Linked DNA regions of Anas platyrhynchos: region 2 is linked to region 1. The links are chromatin contacts, called in public Hi-C maps. All regions are on one chromosome and are shown on one strand. Each heading gives the region's core, a stretch centred on a gene start, on an enhancer-like site or on the middle of the called end of the contact. The rest is flanking DNA. Distances are from core to core; before and after follow the strand shown.

Region 1 (3,949 bases), core at 812-3,311:
TCTTTGCATTAAGTGTTACACCAGCCCGTGTTGCTCGGGGTGCTGAGGTTCACGGGTGGCTTCAAATTCCCCAGAGGGCCCATTCAGCAGCTCACACATCTCCTTGGGCTTCCAGGAAAAACTAAGCTTTCAAAATGAGATGTTATCCATGTGCATCACTTTAGGTAAACTAAAAGCAACCAGCACAAGGCAAGAGCCTCCACCTACCTCCCCATGAAGGCTGGTGCCAGTCCGCCTACCTCTTGTAGGAAGAGCACTCGTTATGGTCCTTAATTTCTTCCTTAGCTACTCCCTCCCTCTGTTTACCTGTAGCTAATTTCCTGCTAGCTTGTTCTCTGCCAGCAGGTATAAGATAAACCCTAATTTATCTAGCAGCTAAAGCTTTCCCCCGTAATTGCAGCTCAAGTCTCTTTTCAGCACCTTAACCAAATATTACCAGGAGCTGGAGGACCTTGCAGGGGCGGTGGCTGCTGCTGTCGCTGGCGAGCACATCCCCTCCTGCCATGTTTAGAGAAATTTCCAAGCCCCCCAGCAAAAGAGCTGCTAATGGCAAGGCCACTTAGAGCTGACAAAGGGACACGTGCAGGAATTGCATGCACATACACACTTCTATTACCCAGGAAATTTTTAGCACTTATGCTGACATAACACCTCCAAAAAAACATCCCACGCTAGACTCATGGCCCCTGCCAGCAGAATTTTTGGCTTTAGATAAGAAACTTTTGTTATCAGTTCTCGTTCGCTAACTCAGGACAGTGAAAACGAGCCAGAAAATCTACAGCTCATACTTTTTAAGATAACCCAGTCCATTTCGACAGGGGCAGATGGTAAGCGCTCATACAAGCGTCTCATCCAGCATTGCTCAAGAAACACTTTCTCCCAGCAAGGGGCTAAAACACGCAGTCAGCTGATGCAAGTACTGCTAGAAGAAAGCATTATGCCTGTGGTTTTGTGCTGGGATGACATCGTGTATTTTGAGGTTTTCTGAATCTTTTTACCATTATACAAGATAAACCAACCAAAAAGAATCACATCAACAGTAATTAGCATGTTAAGCTTAAAAGCTTCAGAATGTAATAGGTGGGTAAAACCTATTTTAAAAAAAAATTATCAGTTTTGGTTGTGGGGGGTTCCCAGAGGAAGCAGCTGAGATCCACATAGACTTTCTGCAAATGAATTAAAAGATGTTATCAACAAACTAATTGTCAAAAACAAAGAAACTGTTGATGCATTTTGCCATACCATGAGGTGAGAAAGAGGCTACACAAGAAAAGCAAAAATCAAATTAATTTGGAACAGAAATACCCCAAAATATGCTGTCCAACTGGGACTCTCACTATTTGCATTTTCTCTTTCACATACCTCATTTGGTTTTTGAAAATTAACTGCAAAGTTTCATGGAAACAGTAACAGAAGCAGCTGCAGAGCTCCTAGAAGGAAAATGTGCTTGGAAGAATGTTCACACAGTGACATAATTAAAGAGTCTCAAACCCTGCAAAGTTTCTAATTCTATTTAACTTTTTATAAAGATGTAACACCAAGGTAAAGCTCAGGGTATTTATACAACATAATAAAACACTATATACAGCAACCTTGCCCACCTTTGTACATAGATACAGAGTTCCAATATATCTACTTAGCAGTGAGAAACATTCTTCAAAGTAGAGTAGAAGACAACCTGCCAAGTTCATTCTACTCATTTCATTAACAACTTTAACAATGTCCCAGATTTGGGGAAAAAAAGAATTTAAAAAAAAAAGTCAAATAATGGAGTCAAATAATTTTCATCTGTTTGCAACAGAAAAAAATAATTTACAGATAGCTTCAGCATGACATAAAACACACTGGATCGTCAAATCCATTTTTCAAGAGGGAACTGTTACACTGTGTTTTACAGACATTTCAGCTGTAAGAGAACATTCTATTAAAAAAAAAAAACACACAACAGTTGTGATGTCACCAAGCATTGTAAGTGGAAATAGAACACATGACACATTGTAGAGAAAGTCTAAACATCTGTAAGCACTTATGTTCATAGACAGAGCCGTGCTGCAGAGTGGATGTGGTTAATTACCATTTGATATACTAGCCTTCAGCACACAGGAGATGGTGATGAAGGATAAGGCTTACAGTCTGACCTGTGCCATTGTCCAAGTATAACAGACATTCTAGCCGGGTTTCAAGGGATCTTTCTTGTATTATTCCAAAGCCACAGATACTAAATACCTCACTGCAGATGGCTTGCGTAAGAGACAAATAGTTACAGTGACCAGAAAAATGCATAAAATAGGAAAAACTGAGGATAAGCACCTCCCAGAAAACTGCCACTGTCCAAGAGCATAAATTGAAATAAATCCCTTTTAGCAGGGTAAAGAAACAAATTTTTATTTGGTCATTCAGAGCGGTTAGGTTGGTGAACGACTGTTTCTTAATCACCGTCTTTTTGTTGTTGTTCTGCTCAGTGCCCAGATTTCTGAGTCTTAAGATTTTCTCTCTAAAAAAGGAGAATGACTAAAAAAGTGTTTCAAGAACCATTCCTGAAATGATGCAATACATTGAGGAGTCCCAGGACATTTGTCATGCAGCTGTAGAATCTGAGGGGCAACTGACATGAGCAAGCATCGCCCCCTTGTGCTTCTGCTCTGAAAATACTTTTCATTTTGTAGGTAAGCTTGAAGTGCAAGAGTCCCAAAAGGACACTCAACACTGCAAAATGACAAATGTAAAACCAGTAACAGTCTAGGGGGGAACTAGGCTCATCGCCGTCTGAATGCACGTGATATCCTCCAAGCGTTGGGCTCCTCGTAGCGGTTGTAGAGGGGTTCAAGCCGCTGCTGCTTTTTCTGTTTGCTCAGTTTGGTTGGATCAGAAACCTTGAAGAATGCTGGTGCAAATTCCACCAGCCAGCGTGGGTCAATAGTTGTCACTTCACGCATGTACTCCTTGGTGGTCAGCACTAGCTCATGATACACCACCCTGTGAGAAGAGAGCAACTTGGGATATTAGTATTTCCAAACAAGAAGAGGCACGGCAAGTGCTGCAGTATCTAAGCTCACCCTTTTATCTCTGATTCTTCCCTCTTTCAGCATAAGACTCTTTATAAGCTCTGATGCAGGCTATATAAGAACCATCCAGAAGTCATCATCTTTTTCCTCTCCTACCTCACACCTACTCTTCAGCATAAAGCTGCTCTCTTCTGTTTAAAACGATTCATTCTCTCCCTCAGCATTTCAACACTGAAACTCCATTCCACAAGACAGGAACACAATCACAAGGCTTCAGTCCCAGCCTTGGTTTGAAAAGTAAGTCTCACATCTGCACAGGCACAGATTTTTGCAGCAGAAAGAGCCAAAAGCAGACTTGAAACTTTTCTCACTCTGCTCCTTGCTGAGAAGTCAGCAGCCTATACTTCAAGCTGTATTCTACAAATAGTGCACACCATCAGCTTCTCAGTTAGAAAGTCTGAACTGAAACAGAATTATGTAACAAGCCCTTCCTTACCATTCGGGCTGTCTGTTGAAGAGAGCACTGGATGGGTGGATATAGACCACCTGTTGATCAATGAGTGTCCGATAACCCTCCTGGGGATCCTTCTTTGCAGCATTTCTGAAGAAACCGCTGCAGATGGCCTTCTGGACTCGAACCGTTGCCTTGCCACAGGACACCACATCCAGCTTGTGTCTGCCAGAGAAGAATTAGGGAGAAAAAAAAAAATAGAGTTCTCCATATTCAGGTAGAGCTACTAACAGACTAATGCATTTTGTTTAGCTACTATGGTGTAAGAACACTAAGAAAACAGTCAGTACTCATCCTTTCGGATGTGCTCACCTGTCCATAATGCCCAACATCTGCTTGCGGATGTCCTGTGCCCTGCGTAAGGACCGGGCTTGGATAAAATTTTCATAGCACCAGGGATTTGAAAACTTATTGTTCTTCCAGGAATTGTAGA
Region 2 (3,816 bases), core at 511-3,010, 130 kb before region 1:
ACAGAAAAGGTCTGAAATCAGCAATGGTAATTATTACTTGCATTAGAAGCTCTGCATAGGGCTAGGCTAGTGACTTTTGTGCCTGCCATATTAATATTTGTAATGTTTCTTTCTGAAACGTAATCAGTATTTGAATTTAATTCTCAGTTATATAAGAACAGTATTATTATTCAGGTCACTCATTTCAACACCTGATTTTCAGCAAATCATCTTCATTACAAAGTAGTGGCCTGCAGTTAATGACATTTTTAGAAAACAGTCTGTAACAACGGCTGATGGTGTGTTGCTTCAGTTCTAGACTGAGAACTGAATAAACTATCAGTCTGCCCAAAGTTTAATTTTGGATGTTTTAAATTTTTAATTAATACTGTTAATTTTTAATGGTATTGTTTCCAGAATAATCTGAAAGAACTAAACATGTCAGCCTTACTGGTTTAATGATTCTTAAGATATTGTGGATTTAACACTTCGTTCTCATCCATTCTTTCACTTTTCCTCATTCTTTGTGTGCTACATTGAAAATAGGAATACAAGTATATGGGAAAGGGACAATATTTATCTGCTGTTAGTGGCACAAATCCCATCTTAACTAGGCTCAGCTTAAGTAGATGGAGTTTAGAGATTTTGGGTTACGTTCATGAAAGGCCACAGGTACCAAAGTTGAAACTTAGGTCTTTAAAAATTCCTGCCTCGGTCACTGCCAGGTCTGGATACTTTCAGGCTTTTGAAGATGAAATGGGTGCTGTGTTTCAAGTGTTCACCCAGGGTAGAAGAGTACGGTTTCAATTCCCTTGAAGATAAATCTTCAACTTGCCAGGGAAATGCACCATTCAGCAAACTGTCTGCTTGCGCTGTACAAATCTGGCACTTGTTAGCCTATCCAAACAGTAATAAGCTCATTATGACTCTCTGTTTACCACTACAGGTAGCAGTGTTACTGCTACACACAGTGGTGAGGCTGCGTTCCAAAACAGCAAGATTACTGTGCAAAGAGTACCTCAGGGTGTGTTTGAGGTTAATTAGCAGAAAACCCATACTGCTTGCCTGTAGATACCATCTTCAGTCATGGGCCAACCTGATGCTCTTTTGTTCAAGCACACGATACTGTGTATGCCCATCAGGGCAGCACATTCCTCTGCTTTCCCTCTTCTGTTCCCCCTTCTCAGGTTGTGCAACCATACACGTTCCCCATACGTGGGGATCCATCCTGACCTTCAGCTCCAATAGATGTTCTTCATAACGCCAGGTAGAAGGCAGAAGCCTGGGTCTTCCTGGACAAACTCATATTGCTTAGTCCCAGAATGGATGGAATTTGTAGACAAAATACAAGACTAGCAGTGACACGCAGAGTTGTGTCTTGGGATAATACAATCTGGGGAAAAGGAGGCTGAGAGGTGACCTCGTTGCTCTCAGCAGCTTCCTGAGGGGAAACAGAGAGGGAGATGCCAACTTGGGCTCCCTGTGAACCAACGGTGGTGTGCATGGGGACAGCACAAAGCTGCACCAGGGAAGGCTCAGGATGGACATGAGGAAACATTTCTTTATGATGAGTGTTGTTAAACACTGGAATAGGCTGTCTAGAGAGCTGCTTGTCAGCGTTTGAGAGATGTTTGGACAATGCCCTCATTCATATACTTGAACTTTTGGGTAGCCCTGAGGTGCTCTGGCAGTTGGACTCGATCATCATTGTAGTTCAATTGGAAGTGACCTATTCTGTTCTATTTTCCAAAGGATGTGTACTGGGGCTTGAATACCCATTGCTAACATGCTGGCCTTTCAAAACAGGAGGGCTTGTGTTTCTGTTGAAAGAAGAATCTGGCTGCTCCCTTGATGCCTGGCCACCAAACATCCCCCAATTTATCCTGAAGTATTTTCATGTGTGCTCCAATTCCACATTAACCTCCCCCCGTGAAGAAACAATCCAGAAAGCCACTGCCGGCTCCTCCAAGCCTCCACACGCCGCAGCTGCCACATGTGGCAGGGGCTGGCCGGGGGCTGAGGTGGCATCTCGGTGCCATCGCTCCCTGGGGGTGCTTTGGGAAAGGGCGGCTCTGGAGCCTGTGGGACACCGGGCAGGGGAGCAGCTCCGGCCCGGACCCACCTGGAGATCTTGGGGAGATCCCCCCCGGGCACGCCGCCACCTCACAACCACCCCGGACCCCACCGTTGTCGCCCGCCCAGCCCCGGGCAGCTCGGGGGAGGGAATGAGGGCGGGAGGCGGCGCGTAACCGGCTCTAGGGGCGCATGAGCGAGGCTCGCAGCGGGCTACAGGGAGGCGGGCACCGGGGGAACCGCTCCGCCGGGGCGGGCAGGCAGCCAGCACCGCTCCGGGCCCGGGCTCGGGCCCGCAGCCGCAGGTAACGGTCGCCCGGGCGGCAGCACCGCTCCCGGAGCGCCGCTCGGTGCCCGCTGAGGGGAGCGGGGCGGCGCCATTTTGGGGCCGGGCCGGGCTCTGACGCGGCCTCCGCTGCACGGAGCCGCCGGGGTTCCTCGGGCGAGCTCCGCCTGAGGGAGAGGGCTCGCGGGAGGCGGAGACGGGGTCCCAGAGCCCCTCGCAGAGTTTCGGCTTCGTGGCCGGTGAAGCGGTTCCGGAGCTGCACCGCCTCAAACCCCCGCTGTGGGTGTGCGGGAGCTGCCTCGCTCCGTGCCCGGGAGCCTCGGGGAGCGGTGCCGGGGCAGCCGAGCCGCCTGCCTGCCCTCAGGTTATCGCTGAGCCGCTGTGGAAAAGCCCCTGTGAGGGTTCCCTGCTTCTCTCAGCTGTCGGAGCAGTCCCTCTGCTAGTGCTGAGGTGGGCGAAGAGGCAGCTGAAAGGCTGGCTCGGTCAGCCCCTGACACTCGGTGGGCACAAAGGCAAGGGGAAGAGAAAATCCACATAGTAGCCATCACCTACGAGCTTCTCGGTGTGCAGGTGCCTTTCCTGGCCTCCTCATCACTAGGGTAGTTTCTGGGAAGATGTTAAAGTGTCCCCGCTTTCGGAAATGGGCTTTTACTGCTGTGGTATATCTGGGTTATGGAAGCTTTATGAAGGCTTTGATCAATAGATCTGGGTTACAGACAATTTATGTAGGCTGTGAACTGCAGTAGGTCTATTTTCTGAGGTAATGGGGGCATGACGAAGTATATCACATCTCTGTTTAATCTCTGACCCCATGTGCAGCATCCATGTGTTTAGCCCTTCCCACATATCAACAGGCCTCTTGCTGGGCAAGGGAGGTGGCTCAAACATCTGGGCAAGGACACACACACAAAATGAATTGTGCTGTAGAGTTTTAGATGAATCTGCTCACATATCCCTTTCATACTGTATGGCTGAAAGGGTAGATAAATGATTTTGAGCCCCCCCTTTCAAAAGTCACATGCCCGTGGCAGAATTTAGTGCCTTGAAGCCAGCACTGAGAATTGACAGGAGGATGCCAGCGATGAATTATTGAACGTGAAATACTTTTCAGTCTTCTGAATGTTTAGTCCAAGCAACTGAGTCTTAACATGGATTTTACAGAGCATGGGAAAGGCCTCTACGGGAAGCCACCATTTTGACTGCTGTGCCTAGCTCATCTAAGTCTAGTGCTCTTGAGTTTTGTGCCAGGTTTTTGAGATCTTAAAACATATATTTTCCACATTGCCGGGTAGGATGCTGTTTGGCTAAGAGTCTGGAAAATAACCTGATTTACTTTGGTTGTGGTGCTAAGTGAGTTTGTCTGCAGGAAGCACACATTCTCACAGAGTGGGCAATTAAAGCTCTCTTGATAATCAGAGAATATTTCAAATATGTGTCAAATTAAATGGAGTAGTAAACGTACCAGAGGGATGGGTTGA

What was found. Hi-C and Micro-C count contacts between places; a contact is called where the count stands out from the background.
Region 2: a Hi-C map of liver shows a contact between it and region 1, with 2.2 times the contacts expected there. The contact joins the promoter of LOC101803973 here to the enhancer-like site in region 1. A contact is called at or near these places in 4 of 8 Hi-C or Micro-C datasets (liver, skeletal muscle and subcutaneous adipose tissue).

What each region holds. Positions count from the first base shown.
Region 1 is chr28:1,382,898-1,386,846 of IASCAAS_PekinDuck_T2T, reverse strand. It overlaps DHX8 (DEAH-box helicase 8), which reads right to left. Exons shown (of 23, transcript XM_005026111.5): 21 at 3,829-3,949; 22 at 3,502-3,681; 23 at 1,492-2,976. The coding sequence ends at 2,757. Among named protein-coding and RNA genes, the nearest start is that of DHX8, 13 kb to the right of the region's middle. Within about 2 kb of position 2,061, at least 3 of the 8 cell types and tissues checked have an H3K27ac peak or open chromatin away from gene starts, as enhancers often do. A contact at or near this core is called in subcutaneous adipose tissue, where this site is marked.
Region 2 is chr28:1,512,181-1,515,996 of IASCAAS_PekinDuck_T2T, reverse strand. It overlaps LOC101803973 (G protein-activated inward rectifier potassium channel 1), which reads right to left and starts at 1,760. Exons shown (of 3, transcript XM_013100562.5): 1 at 1-1,760. MPP3 (MAGUK p55 scaffold protein 3) reads left to right here and starts at 2,201. Exons shown (of 19, transcript XM_038168760.2): 1 at 2,201-2,357.